Regions from separate parts of the Triticum aestivum genome. Here region 1 is linked to region 2. The links are chromatin contacts, called in public Hi-C maps. All regions are on one chromosome and are shown on one strand. The core of a region is the stretch at or near the end of the contact, and the rest is flanking DNA. Distances in the headings are between cores, read along the strand shown. Region 1 holds the start of LOC123144478. Region 2 has its middle 42 kb from the start of LOC123144476.

Evidence for each region. A called contact is a pair of places that touch in the nucleus more often than the background predicts.
Region 1: a contact with region 2 is called in a Hi-C map of leaf, with 5 times the contacts expected there. The contact joins the promoter of LOC123144478 here to the enhancer-like site in region 2. A contact is called at or near these places in 2 of 5 Hi-C or Micro-C datasets (both in leaf).

Annotation. Positions count from the first base shown.
Region 1 is chr6D:208,732,849-208,737,559 of IWGSC CS RefSeq v2.1, reverse strand. It overlaps LOC123144478, which reads left to right and starts at 1,603. Exons shown (of 1, transcript XM_044563634.1): 1 at 1,603-2,672. The coding sequence starts at 1,707. The coding sequence ends at 2,285.
Region 2 is chr6D:208,550,657-208,555,480 of IWGSC CS RefSeq v2.1, reverse strand. No RefSeq gene overlaps it. Among protein-coding and RNA genes, the nearest start is that of LOC123144476, 42 kb to the right of the region's middle. Within about 2 kb of position 2,505, at least 1 of the 8 cell types and tissues checked has an H3K27ac peak or open chromatin away from gene starts, as enhancers often do. A contact at or near this core is called in leaf, where this site is marked.

The sequences.
Region 1 (4,711 bases), core at 354-2,853, 180 kb before region 2:
TCTGCCCTCCCGCTGCTGGCCAGGAGTCCTAGAATCATCAAACCCGACCCTCCATCGCACCGGATGGAGAAAGCCCCGATCCCGATCCCGATCTGCCTCCCCTTGCTCGACCCCAATCTCTGCACAGTCCGGCGATGCCGACGTGGCGCATTCATGGCGTGAGGGGGAGGGGAGAGAACCAGGCGGTGGTTCCGGCGGAGGTGGCGGCGGCGGCGGTAGCATCTCCGCCCCCTTGACGCTGTGTAGTCTTTTAGCAAACAAGATGGAACCCTTAAAAAAATGGGGGAGAATTTCACTTCCCCGGCCTCTGCACCAACTAGGGATGCATACGACCATTTTAGTATGAGTACCATGTTGCATCACCTGTCAATTCTAGGAATTGAACTCGGGTCGTTAGACTGCACAACCGCATGCCCAACCACTGAGCCAAGGCTCTCTTTGCAGAGTATTATATATGTAAGTCATCTTCTCGAGTCTTCTCTTTCTTTAGTAACGAGAGGTAAACAAACTCATGCCACTACAAACAAAATTTTATTTTATTTTCTAATTAGTTTTTCTTCTTAATGTACACCTTTCTGTTAAGCTTTTTGTAACACTATCATCGCGCGGCAACGCGCGGAGTATTATCTAGTTACAGAAGAGATAGCGCATCAAATAATTCTATTGCGTAAGCGAGCTCCACGGGAGCTCATCGATGTCGCCACATGCCTAACCTTGCGAGCGGTCGGGCGAGGAGGTGTCTGTGGCCCCTGCCACGCCACCCCTTCCCCTAGAGGGCACCACCGTGGCATGAACAGTGACCCCAACCACTGGTTACAAGGTGAGAGCGGCCAGCTGCCTTAGCAATGGCTGAGAGGAAGAAGGGATAAAAAGAAATCAGAGTGACTAGCACTCCCACTCCCCGCCCGGGATCAACATCGTTTAACTTTGAGTAATATATTTAGGTGGAGGGACTCCTCCCCGGTAATTCTAAAAAAAAAACAGCGTTTAGGGTTTAGGGACTGTAAAACCCGGAGTGTGAGAGCAAGTCAGATTTCGAGCCCTCACGACATCATATTGTTTAAGCAGGTTTGGCATATTTTAGATGAAAACAACGTCCGAGAAACCTTGTGCCTTTCTCTGATATTGAAAGCAGAACCCACCGCAAAAGCTCCATTCCCTGCCATCCTGCTGGTTCGATCAAAAAGCACTGTAGAAACCCCTACACTCCCACGGTTGTTTTCGTCCGCCCTATGATCTGTGCACACGCAGACAAAGCAAAAATCTCACGCTTCTCTTGGGCTGCCCAATGATTTCTGCGCACGCACGCAAAGCAAAAAAATCTCATCCTGGCGTAGTGCGTTAGGCCAAAAGAACATCAGAAAACGAACGAATGAACCGAGCTCACACTACCAGCAGCAAGCAGCAATGCCGCCGTCCCTGTCCCTAGGAAACTGAGAGAGAAAGCTATCAATCCGACCCTGGGCTAGGAACCGGTCTGCTACGATCCAAACCATATACTGTACTTACTATACTGTAGCAGCGTGCACCGTTCCGTGCAACATGTCTGGCCGAGCCGATCAACACTTGGAACCCGCACCCACTTTTATAAAAAGGCTCCATCTGCCTGCTTGGCGCCACCAGCCCGCCATCAGTTCCTCACGCCAGAGCTCCGCGGACAAGAGAGTGACCACACCCGCGCGAACACGTAGGCGGAGCGGTACAAGATGCCAATGGAGAGGTCGGTGTCGCTGGCCGAGAGGAGCACCGCCGCCGCCGCCGCGCCGGCCAACGACCTCCGGTGCCACAGCGCCTCCTACGCCGTCTCCTACGCGCCCACCAAGGTGCAGCGCGCCAGGAGCACCACCTCCCTGTCGCGCCCCGTGGCGGCGACCGCCGTGCAGCGGAGCGGCAGCACGAGGACCGTCTCCGGCGCCGGCCCCACCCCGGGGCTGAACCTCCGGTGCTACAGCGCCTCCTACGCGGCCTCCTACAAGCCTTTCTCCGACGGCGCCGCCCAGGCCAAGGGGCCCAACGCCGCCACCACCACCGCAGCCACCTGGTCCTCCACCGGCCGCCGCTCCCTCAACCTGAGGAGCTACACCCCCTCCTTCTCGGCATTGGTGGACAACGAGGCCCCGGCCCCGGCCCCGGCCAAGACGGACGAGGCGGAGGCGGAGCTGCAGAGGAAGAAGCGGCTGGTGGCCTACAAGGTGTACGACGTGGAGGGCAAGGTGAAGGGGTCGGTGCGGCGCAGCGTCAAGTGGATCAAGGTCAAGTGCTCCCGCGCCGTCTACGGCTGGTGATGAGCCGGCGATCCGTCCATCCAGGTTGCTCTGCCTCCGTCTGCTCCCGGTACGACTTGTTGTGCAGCTGAGCTATACAGTAGTACAGTACGTATGAGCGCGCGCGTCTTGATCTTCTCTGCCCTTCTGCTTCCTCCTTTTTCTTTCATCTTCTTGTAGTAGGATTTTTGACGGTTTGTTTGTGTGGCATACGTACAGTAGTGTGAGCGGCGCTTCTCCTGGTGTCCTTCTTGTTGGCCACCGAGAGAAGCTTGCCTGTGTTGTCCTTGTACATACGGATCCTTTCCTTCCCTTGTACCATCATCTGCTTTGTAATATAGACACTATGTAGAATAAGATTGTGTCAGATGTAAATGACATACACATACTGTTACTACGACTAGACTACATACTGGCCATGTTTCTTGTGATTACTACTCAACTGACTCCACCGATGTTTACTGAGGCTACGCTCCACTCTTCTCCCCTCCTGATATAACTGTGTCATGTTCTTGAGATGAAACACCAAAGAGGAAGTTCGCTAGTACAGTTGGTCAGCTGAAATGCTAGTACAGGTGTGCGAAAAAAGGCAGGCCGTGCCCACTGAATTCCGGATTCTCTATGGCTATGGCTTGAAGGAATGGATTCTCATTCTTTGGCGATGCCCCTGCACAAGCACAATCATCATCTTCGGTTACAAACATTCGGCGTGATCTGGCGCTGTGGGATTTCTCTTGCGAACCTGCAAGTGCAACTGAAAGGAACCCAATTCCAGGACGAATCATGCACTCTGTTCCTAAATACTACCTCCGTTCTAAAATAAATGTCTTAACTTTGTACTAATTTTTTTTACTAAACTTGAAACACATATTTTATGGCGGAGGGAGTATAAATATAAGACGTTCTAGCAGTTCAAATCATCTGGATATGTTTAGGAACAGAGAAGATAATGTAATATAAAGTGGTATGGTGATGTACACTAGTCCACTGCAGTACAGGTGTGATTCTGCCCGTCACTTCTTCTGAGCAATTTGACCAGGTCATTCCCCAACTGTTCCCTTTGTCTGCGTGGTGCAATTCAAGCCCACACAGAAAAAGCAGGTTGGGCCTGAATGGGTGATTGCTCAGTTGACATGCCTTTGCTTGAATCGTCGCTTGCAAGACTTGAATTCTCCATGACTTCTTTTTTGCCGATATGGTCGCTAATTAGTCCATGGGTTTCTACTCCTAGTGAGATGGCCTGCCTTTTGCCGATTGCTTGAACCATTTGGGACGAGCGTCCAGTTCACGCCTTTCGCAACGTCTACATCCTGCCGACAATCATCTTCACGTATGTGGAGCCTGACAAGGCAATCTGTGTCTAGGCGCGGCGCATCATCTGGAGTACTATATTATACCGGGGGAAGAAAAGGTGGGCATTGTATGTTTAAAACTCTACTTAGTTGATGAAAAGGAGCAAGCTTCTTGCCTCCGTTTTAGAAAGAAGTTAACATTTGGCTTTAGGACATCTTCAAAGCCGGCCCTCAAATCGCCCGTAAACATTTGAACCGTACTGTCTGGATGCAGCTTATCATGCAACGTTGTCCTGCATATGTATGTGGACTCGTCTAGCTATCCGAAATCCTGCAAACCGGACGCAAAGTTATGGGAGCTTTGCGGGCGTCCGGACATCCGATTTGCCAATAAAAAACCACCACGTACCCCTCTTCTCTCCATCCCGATGGCGGAAGTCGCTGCTATTAGGCTTTGGCGGAAGGATGCTACTAGCATGTTTGAGATTTGGCGGAAGCCACTATTTTTTTCATGCATTCACTCATTATTTTTTTAGCCGAAACCGTAGAACAATCGTTCTACGGTAATTTTCATTACAAAATGCAACAAAGTACAAATATTACATGACATGCCATGTCCGAGCTAGAAAGTCAACCAATACCGGTTCTATGAAACATCATAATGATTACAAATGAAGTGTTATCCAATTACTGATCATCGTGGCCTTTTCATGCTTAGCTCGAATAGTAGTGATCTGTAGACTTTCTCTTAGGTAGAATTTCCAAGTATCTAGATGGATCGGTGCCCGTCTGAAGATCTTATCATTCCTTGTAAGCCAGATGCTCCAGCAACCCAAAATCATAATTTCCATTGCAATATCTGTCGGCAGCTGATCCAGAGTGAGGAGTATTTCATCGTAGGTAGAGATGCCTTTGACTTTGGAGGGAGTGATAACATTCCAACAGGTCCACGCAAATGGGCAGTCCCAAAATAGGTGGAGAGAAGTGTCCTCCGTGCCATCCCCACATAGAGCACAATTGTAATCCTCAAGATACATGCTTCTGCGATGTAGCATGTTTCTGGTACTGATCCTATCATGGAGAAGGAGCCAGAAGAAAATTTTATGTCTGAGCCGACACGCCGTATTCCAAAGCTTCTTAAAAATGACGTGAGCT
Region 2 (4,824 bases), core at 1,256-3,755:
GCACTCTTAAAATCATCACTAAACTGCTGGCCAACAGATTGTAAAAGGTCATCGTCAAGATGGCGCATAAAAATCAATATGGCTTCCTCAACAACAGATGTATTCAAGATTTTCTTGCTTGGGCTTATGAGTATATTCATCAGTGTCACCAAACCAAGAAAGAGATTATCCTGCTGAAGTTGGATTTAGAACAGGCTTTTGACATGCTCAACAATGATACCCTCAATGATATACTGAAAGCTAAAGGAATTGGGAACAAATGGATCGACTGGATCAGAATGATTTATGGCACTGGATATTCTTCTGTTTTACTTAATGGGATTCCTGGGAAACAGTTTCTCTGTAAAAAAGGAGTCAGGCGGGGTGACCCATTATCTCCATCGATTTTTGTGTTGGCTACAGACCTCCTTCAAACCATGCTAAATGAGGTCATGTCAAATTCATTAGTGGAATCTCCATTACTGCACAACTCCTGCTCTGATTATTCAATCATCCAATATGTAGATGATACTATACTTGTTGCAAATGCTGATGCACATCAACTCACACACATAAAAAAAGCTCATGCTCCATTTTGCTGGATACAGTGGTCTGAAAGTGAATTATTCTAAGTCTATTATGATCTCTATTAATACTCCTGCTGCAAAGATGAATGCACTATCTACACTCCTTTGGTGTAAGATTGGATCCTTGCCTCACACTTACCTTGGTCTTCCTCTCAGACTTACCAAACCCAGGGTTGAAGAGTATGTCCCTATAATGAAAAGAATTGAAAACAGATTACTCAGTTGTTCCACTCTCCTATCTTCAGGAGACAACCTTACACTGATCAAGTCTATCTTCACCAACATGCCTATCTTCTTCATGTACTCTCTGTTGATCCAAAAAACAGTTGTGAAACAAATCAACATCTATCTCAAACAATACTTCTGGAGAAAATATGGTACTCTAGAGACAGGAGTTGCCCTAATTTCATGGGAGAAAGTTTGCAAGCCAAAGGATCATGGAGGACTGGGTGTTCTGGACATTGAAACCCATAATCAAGCACTTCTTATGAATTTTCTGCATAAATTTCTCAACAAAGACAACATTCCATGAGTCAGCATCATTTGGGAAGCTCATTACCAAGCGATAAGATGGTTGGCTCATTTTGGTGGAGATTACTCATTAAACTTTGGCCCAGATTCAAGTTGTACGCAATTTGCAAGGCAGGCAGAGGGGACACTACCTTATTTTGGTCAGATAACTGGTCTGGTCAACCACTCCTTCTCACTTACCCTGAGTTACACTCCTTTGCAATAAACAGAGACATCTCTTTGTCCAAGGTACTTGAGCATACAGATACCAGTCAACACTTCCATAGACCATTATCTCTATAGGCTTATCAGCAATTCAACTCTTTGAATGACCTTATTGACAACATAGAAGCAAATGATACACAAGACAAATGGACTTATTCATGGACCACCACACATTATTCATCCATGAAAATGTACAAAGTAATCATTGGGGCAACACAATTCTCACAGTATATTTAAGCAACTGTGGAGCACTTCATGCATACTTAGACACAAGATATTTTTCTGGATGTTATTACATGATAGGGTGAATACAAAGAATCTGTTACAACGATATTTTTCTGGATGTTATTACATGATAGGGTGAATACAAAGAATCTGTTACAACGTAAAAGTATGTACCTGGACAATTACAACTGTGTTCTATGTTCACACAAGAATGAGGAAACACTACTTCATCTATTCTGGAATTGCCCATTTGCACTCGGATGTTGGGATTTTATTATACCTGACAAGCAAAGAGGTATATCAACATATGATGAAATCAACCTATCTTTGCCGCAACTTCCAGGAGAAATTGCTTTGGATATCATTATCATGGGATGTTGGAGTATATGGTCAGTGAGGAATGATAAAATCTTTAGATCAGCAGCCCCTCATATGAACACCTGGAAGTATTATCTGAATGAAGGCATGTGGACAGCAGAACCAAAAGCAAAGCATAGCAAAGCAGAAAGGATCAGAACCCGTGTAGCACGAAACCTTTAATATAAGCATTTTATGTTTCCTAGAACTGGCACTGGTTGAACTAATTGTATTTCCTTGTATATATTTTATTTAATGAAAATACCTCAGAACGACTCTTGCACGGTTTCGGCTAAAAAAACAGTTTTGCTAAAGCACATCTAGATGTGTTCTAAATATTGCACATCTAAATCCTATGTCATTGATTTTACGCTAAGATTCGTGCAAGCATTTTTTTTGTCTTTTTTCATTTTCTTTCTAATTTGATTGAGTCACTAGGGCACATCTGGATGTGCCCTAAACAGACAAAAAAAATAGCCCCCTCGGCCTTTTGTCGGTTTTACCAAAATATCACATGGAAACGTCAACTTATATGACAGATTTTTTTAGATGATGCAGTGTACCACATGATGGCGCTTACGACAGTTCCCACAGAAGCGTGCTGCTCATGGTGACTGCAGATTACTGAGCAGAGAAGCGCCTGTCCATGATCAGCCTCCCGTCCTTTTCTCGAGTCCCGACTTGGGCTCTCGTTGTCTCTCGGCGATGGATGGGCGGCGTTTTCTCCACGGTGAGAGCAACCGGGGCGCTTGCTTGTTGGATAGCCAGCGATGTATGTACCCTGGGTCTGATGCGTGCAGCTCAACGTTTTGCCAACCTCCAAAACCTTATCGCACACACGCACAGTTGCGTCCTGTTTCGTGACCGCAAAGTTGGTGTCAGGCTTGAATGCCTCGGTTGGCGGTTGAAGATATTGGCGACAGCAGGTTGCGCAAGCAGAGTTCCGTTGATAAGTCAATCGGATGTTAATGGCCTAATCCATCAGGTGATGCTGAGTCGTGCCATCTTCCGGGATGATGCCGTTGCCCCACCTAGCCTAGCCATGCTTAAACCGTGCCTTTGTGTTGTGATTACGGATTTACAACGGGAAATCTAAATCTAGAGCTGTGCCTGTCCGAATGCACCTGTGGCCGTGTCAGGCCAACTCAAATATCAAATCCGAGGAGATAGTCGTGCACTGGCTATTGCATGATGGCCACTAATCCTATTGCTAAGGCCTCCATCACGGGGTTCGGTCGGTCACAAATCTGTAATCACTCACCGACTAGTTCCATGTCCCTGTTTGGGGTATATTTGTTTCTGCCTGCACTGTTTGAGATTAAAGAAAACACCGAGTTCCTGTTGCTTTTACAATGTTGATCCATCGTCTTCCAGGGTTCTTTTGACACCTGCCTTGGCTCTCACCGATCGCCAAACCTGACCCGCCCGGAAAAGAACACCACATGCCGCGCATCTGCCTTCAGTGTTAAATAAACTAACGTCATGATCAAGACTTCTCAGTATTTTTGTTTCTCCCGGGCAGGCTGAGTCGACCGATCACGTAAAAGACATAAGAAAAAACAAAATAAAAATAAACAACAAAGACAAAGACAGACAATTGTAAAGCAGATTGTTATATCAAAGTTTGCCTAAGTCATAATCTCACTCTTCACATCATAATATCCTATATACAAATTTATTTATCACACCATGCAAGCACGTCACCTCACCATACAATTACAAATGTGGTAAGACTCATCTTAACCAAAAGTCCTCTTTTCTCCGAATAATGAGCTCGGGATGAACAGTAGAATCCAAAACAAAGAAAAAAAACAAACAAATATTTTGTGTGATTGACAAATTTCAGCATGAAAATGACATTCGTGGAAGTCATGGGAAAAATCGACACCCAAATTGCTTTTAAAAATAGCATTTTTGAAGCATTGATTTTTATTGACGACTTCCAGAAATGTCACTTCATGATAAACTTTTGCAAGTACACAAAACATTTGTCAAACTTTACAAAAAAATCAGATTTCTTTTATTTTGCTTTTTTTTATTTTACTATTCATCAAGGACCATTTGAGTACTACGCGTCTCATCTTTAACATACAACCATGCATGGGAAAATACCCACTATAGCATTCAACCATGCATGGGGAAAATATTTTCCATTTGATTATTCTACTTACATTCAATATTATTACAACTATACATAATCAAATATAGTAAGTCATATGTCTTTTAACTTTTGGTTATCATGTTATCAATCCAAATTTTAATCAACCAATACTCGTAGCAACGAGTGGGGCATTCTCTAGTTAATCAATGTTTTTACTGAAAATAGAAGATGAAAAAACAACTTTTCTCAAGGTTTTTCTTCGTAAATGACGATAACTTATATTGAAGCATCAAGGGGATTGACGAGGATCTCGGATACTGACAACCAGGAGGTCCCAAGATTTTGACGTCGAAGACCTGGAGGCTCAGGATTTTGACAGTTTGAGCGGGCCTAAAGGACAAGATGTGGTTCGACACTACTCGATAGAGCCATCCTGAGCGCAGGGGCACTACCCGTGGCATGTAACCCTAACACCTAACTTGGCCAAGTATATAAGGCAAACTAAGGGCCTCACGATGCAAGGAACAATCAACTCCGGGAAACCCTAGAGTTAGGTCCTCCCCACCTACCTCTCTCCGTTGCTAGGTTGAGAGGCTTGTTGTAAGGGCATTTTTATCCCTTAGTTGGTTTTGGTGATTGATGACAATGCTTTTGCGGACTAATCATGTGCATTGAATATTTCAGATATATTGACTAGGCACAAGATGATTGGGTTCCCCTCGAAGGCTATACAAGACGGCGTTTCTCTTCGGTTCTTTTCGGTGGTATTGAGTCGTAGGGAAGCCGTAGTATTAAGAGGGGTCCGCGTTGGAAAGGTTGGGTGGATTCATCACGTACACA